Regions from separate parts of the Ovis aries genome. Here region 2 is linked to region 1. Evidence: chromatin contacts called from public Hi-C data. All regions are on one chromosome and are shown on one strand. The core of a region is the stretch at or near the end of the contact, and the rest is flanking DNA. Distances in the headings are between cores, read along the strand shown. Region 1 holds the start of MRPS6 (mitochondrial ribosomal protein S6). Region 2 holds the start of ATP5PO (ATP synthase peripheral stalk subunit OSCP).

Evidence for each region. Hi-C and Micro-C count contacts between places; a contact is called where the count stands out from the background.
Region 2: a Hi-C map of blood shows a contact between it and region 1, with 2.2 times the contacts expected there. The contact joins the promoter of ATP5PO here to the promoter of MRPS6 in region 1. A contact is called at or near these places in 2 of 16 Hi-C or Micro-C datasets (both in blood).

Annotation. Positions count from the first base shown.
Region 1 is chr1:122,094,604-122,097,206 of ARS-UI_Ramb_v3.0, reverse strand. MRPS6 (mitochondrial ribosomal protein S6) reads left to right here and starts at 1,317. Exons shown (of 4, transcript XM_027978027.2): 1 at 1,317-1,357; 2 at 1,628-1,871. The coding sequence starts at 1,317.
Region 2 is chr1:122,292,600-122,295,202 of ARS-UI_Ramb_v3.0, reverse strand. ATP5PO (ATP synthase peripheral stalk subunit OSCP) reads right to left here and starts at 1,279. Exons shown (of 7, transcript NM_001165889.2): 1 at 1,211-1,279. The coding sequence starts at 1,246.

The DNA.
Region 1 (2,603 bases), core at 68-2,567:
AAAAGTGAAAGTGAAGTCGCTCAATCGTGCCTGACTCTGCGACCCCATGGATAGTAGCCTGCACCAATAACACACATATAAAAGCCGCATTGTGGTGCCTGGCGCATAGTAAGTGCTCAGTAAGCTTTCCCTATTATTAAAGCACTGAAATGTTGACAAACATCTTGCCTACAGACCCTTTTAATGGGGCAAGCATGGGCAGGGGCGACAGTTGCAGGGGTATCAGGAGCACAGCTTGAGAAAGATGCACTGAGTCCAACTCCTGCCTCAGTTGGTAAAGAATTCGCCCGCAATGCAGGAATCCACCTGTGATGCAGGAGACCCCCGTTCCCTTCCTGGTTCTATTCCTGGGTCTGGAAATGGCAACCCACTCCAGTATTCTTGCCTGGAAAATCCCACGGACAGAGGAGCCTGGCGGGCTACAGCCCATGCGGTCACAAGAGTTGGACACGACTTAGCGACTAAACCACCACCACCACCACCACGTGCCAGGGCGAGCACAGCCAAGGCTGTTGGGCAGTGAGCTGTGTGCATGTTTGGGGGGTGGGGTGGCACTGCGTCCAGGGCACGTACGATCCCAGACGGTTACTAACTGGCCGTCCAAGCTTTCAGCTTGAGTTCTGTAAGTGAACGCCCAGTAAACATTGAAAAGAATATCGGTTTGAGCCGGAGTATTAGCCTGTCCTTAGCAACAACACGTGGGTCAGGCTATGCGCACACAACAACAAATGCCAGTGTGTGCCAGGCATCGTTCTCAGCGGTTTATGAGCATCAAGTCACTCGGAGGTTATCACGGCCCCTAGAAAGTAGGTGCCCTTCACAGCCCCCTTTTATCCAGGAGCCGGCCCCAAGGTCAGGCAGCCCGCGAGGGATGGGGCGAATAGGGGAGCCCTCCAGCCACTGCCGGCTCCGAGCGCCCACTTTCCCCGGTGAAGGGGTCCCGGGAAGCCGCCCCTGGGCAGCCACGCTGGAAAAGGAGAGCTTGAAGGCAAGGGCGCTTAGGGCAGCCCACCCAGGTAGCTCCCCCTGCGGAGTAGGGGGTGGTGGTGTGTGGTGGGGGGGGGGGCGCAGATCCAAGCCGCAGAACGTTCCAGAATCTGGGTGAGCGGCCGGGGGTGGGGCGGGGGTGCGGGGAAAGAGAACCCCGTGTCCCGCAGACATTCCCGCGCGGAGAAGCGTGGCCGTGGACCAGGCCCCTCGCGCCCCGGAATAGGGACGCACGCGCGCGCGCGCGCGCGCACGGACCGCACCGCACCGCACCGCACCGCAGCGCACGCGCACACGGGGGGGCAGGCTCGCCCGCCGCCCAGGACGAGATGGGAGGCCTGGAAAGTTCCAGCTGGTTCGAGAAGCATACGTAGCCAGCGCGGCAGCAGCAGGGTCGGGGGGGTGGCGATCGGTGGCTGCTGGCGTTTTCCGGCCGGAGAGACCCCGCGGCGCATCTCCGCTCAGTCGCGCGGGCCCTGCCCAGGGACTGGGGGCTGGGGTGGGGCGGGAAAGGGGCGGGGGAGGGTCCCCGGTGGGGGCCGCGCGCCGCTGAGAGCCGGGCTTTTCGATGGGGGCGCGGCGCGGCCGCCTTAAGGAGGGGGCGTGGCCTGGCGCCCTGTGGGGGGTGTGGCCCGCCGAGGGGGCGTGGCAGCCCGTCTGCGCAGCTGCCAGCGCCTTTAAGCCCGGGCTCGCGCGGCCGGAGCGTGCTGTCGCCGCCCGGGAGCCTTCCGGCCCAGTCAGTCAAGCCCGTCAGCTTCTCCGCGCGGGTCAGCCCACCCCCGCCCTCCGGTGTCCCGGGAGCCGGCTCGGTGCGGAAGCCACGCGCCGTCCTTTCGGGCATGCCCCGCTACGAGCTGGCTTTGATCCTGAAAGCCATGCAGCGGGTAAGTGACCTTCCCACCGCCTCCCCCACCACCTCATCTCTCCTCAGAGCCCGCCTTCCCCGCTAGGCCGCCGCCGCCGCCCCTTCCCTCAGTCCCCGCGCGGCCGGAGGTTGAGGGGGGAGGCGGGGGGACCGGGGCGGCGGGCGTACTTGCTTGAGGGGGCGCTTGTGGAGGGGGGAGGCCCCCGCCGGCCCGGCGAGGCCGCGTGCGCGCGGGAGGCGGGGGTGTGCCGGCGCGGGAGGGTGTGTGCCTCGCACGCGGCCTCGCCGGGCGGGCGGGCGGGCGGGCGACGGGAGGTGGGGGGACGGGCCGGCCCTCGGGATCCCAGTGAGAAGGTCCGCGGGGAGGACACGCGCCAGCGCGGGCCCGGAGCCCGGGGCCCCCCGCGCGCCCGCCGTCGCGAAGCTGCCTCGTCGCCGGCCCCGCTCCGCCGCCTCCCACTCGCCTCAGACTGCCTCCGCCGCCCGCCGGCCCGCCCGCCTTCCACTGTAGTGCCCGCCGGCCGCCCCAGAACCGTCCGTGCTCAATAAAGCCTTCTCCAAAGCGTGTGTGTGTGTGTGTGTGTGTGTGTGTGTGTGTGTGTGTGCGCGCGCGCGCGCGCGCGCGCGGTTGTGTCTGGACTACTGTCGCGTAGAACCGGCTCTCACGTTAAAAAAAAAAAATTCTTTGACTTTCTCTTTTTCTGACTTCAGCGGCAGTCCTACTCCGGGTGCCCTTAGCCCAGTTTTCATT
Region 2 (2,603 bases), core at 30-2,529, 200 kb before region 1:
GGCCGAGTGGGAAAACTGCCTTCCCACTATGAGGCTGGCACACGAGTATGGGAGAGGAAACACTAAATTTGAGAAAATGTTTAGTCGCTCAGTTGTGTGTGACTCTTCTGTGACCCCATGGACTGTAGCCCACCAGGCTCCTCTGTCCCTGGGATTTCCCCCCTGTGAGAATATTGGAGTGGGTAGGCATTCCCTTTTCCAGGGGATCTTCCCCACCCAGGGATGGAACCCATGTCTCCTGCATTGGCAGGCAGGTTCTTTACCACTGAGCCACCAGGGAAGCCCAAGTTTCAGGAAGTAAGTCTTAAAAACAAAACAAAACAAAAACTGACAAGATTTTTCAGCATTTATGTTACTACCGCGGAGCATGATTCCAGTAACAAGTGGGACGATTCCAGGCATTATCTGCGAGAGAGATACCTTAAGACTCCAAAAGGTACCTGAAGATGAATTCTCTGGCTACTCCAGCAGTTTTATGTGAGAACAGGCCCCAGTATCTTGCCTACTAAGATACTAACCTTGACATTGTTAAAATGGTATCTTGTCTATCAACAGTTGGAATCTAGAGTTTAAAAAAGCACCCGCAAGGGTATAGGTCACCTTCAAATAATTCCAGAGTGTACTATACAGCTGAGCGGGTTAAAGGACTTTATATAACACCTAGGGAAAACTTACGGAAGGTGCAAGGTGTCATGATATATATACATAAAGCATCGTGAAACATGAAGAGCACAAGTTTGTCTGTGACTCTGTGGGTTCGAATCTCAGTTCTACCCCTTACTCAGTCAAAAACGAGTCATTTAAACTTTCCAACCTCATTTTCTTCATTAAAAATGTAAAACATGTTTTACAAATATTCTTTACTATTACTGTTGACCCAGTAATACTAGTAGTTGTTTAATCACAACGACAAAGATAGATCCCCCTTCTCCTGGGTCTCTCAACCAGCTCCTTTCCGGGGCAGTGCTCGGAGGACGGCAAGGTTAGAAACGAGCGTCCAGCGTCCACTGTGTCCCGCGCGCATCCCGTGGAAAGGAGGGGTCGGGGGAAAACAGGGCCGCCCAGCGTCGCCCCCACTCTCCCGGCCGCACGACCTTGAATGGCCGCTACGCTCCCCAGGTGTGGCCTGGAACTGTGGGACTAGGGGGTCCAGTGCTGGTCACTCCAGGAGGGCTCTTCCCGCTGGCTTTCAGGACCTCCGTCCTCTCACCTGCTGAGACAGCCCGGACACTGCTAGCGCGGCCATCTTCTCCTGGCGGCTGTAGGTCAAACCCGAGTCGGCGAGAGAGACCGAGAGCGCACGCGTGCGTCAGCGTAGCAGCTCAGCCTGCTGGGAAATGTAGGCGTAGGTCGTCAGGCCGCATGCGCGGGGATCTCCCTCAGGCTGGGAGTTGTAGTCCTCAGAAGCGAGTGGTCCTCAGAGCTGGTGGGGGTGGGGGCTAGAGGGCTCGGATAGCACCTGGAAAGGAGATTGTTGAGTTACCTCGTGGCCCTTAGTGTAGAATAGAGTTATTGCCCCTAGTTTTAACTTTCCATTTGGTTAAGTAGGGTGGCATTTGTTCCGTTTCACATTCATCACTAGCATAATTAGCATGTTTACTCTTTCTTCCTACCAGGCCAAAGTGTGTATCAAGTGCAGGTCCTTGCACTCTCTATATGCTGTATACGCAGCTTTGCGGCTCAGGCAGCGGACCCTACACGCCTAATACTTGGGCCGTGACTGCTCCTGCTGACAGCGATCCCCAGTCCACCCCATCTTCCTGAGTACAACATTGACCCCCTTGGTTTGTGCGGACGCTTGAGGTTCTGGTGATTAAATACTTCCTTCTGGGTAGGGCAGAGTAATTAGCTGAGGCTGCAGTCCGTGGGGTCGCTAGGAGTCAGACACGACTGAACGACTTCACTTTCATATTTCACTTTCATGCATTGGAGAAGGAAATGGCAACCCACTCCAGTGTTCTTGCCTGGAGAATCCCAGGGACGGAGGAGCCTGGTGGGCTGCCATCTCTGGGGTCGCACAGAGTCGGACACGACTGAAGAGACTCAGCAGCAGCAGCAGCAGCAGACCTAAAAGTAGAACTGGTGTTTGAGTAAAGTGTGACATTGAAACTGAGAACCCAACACTAGCTTTGGCTAGTTTCTCTGCATTCATAAAAACCTATTTTCAACGCATTTCCCCCATAAATAGAACATTATTTTTAAAATTAATTATTTTATTTGGAGGCTAATTACTTTAAAATATTGTGGTGGTTTTGCCCTACATTGACATGAGTCAGCCGTAGGTATACGCGTGTCCCCCATCCCGATCGCCCCCTCCCGCCTCCCTCCCCATCCCATCCCTCTGGATTGTCCCAGCGCACTGGCTTTGAGTGCCCTGTTTCATGCATCGAACTTGAAGTGAAGTCGCTCAGTCGTGTCCAACTCTGCGACCCCATGGACTGTAGCCCACCCGGCTCCTCCCTCCATGGGATTCTCCAGGCAAGAGTACTGGAGTGGGTTGCCATTTCCTTCTCCAGGGGATCTTCCCGACCCAGGGATCGAACCCAGGTCTCTCCAACTTGGACTGGTCATTTTTCTTTCTGTAAGGAAGAGAGTTTGCAGTC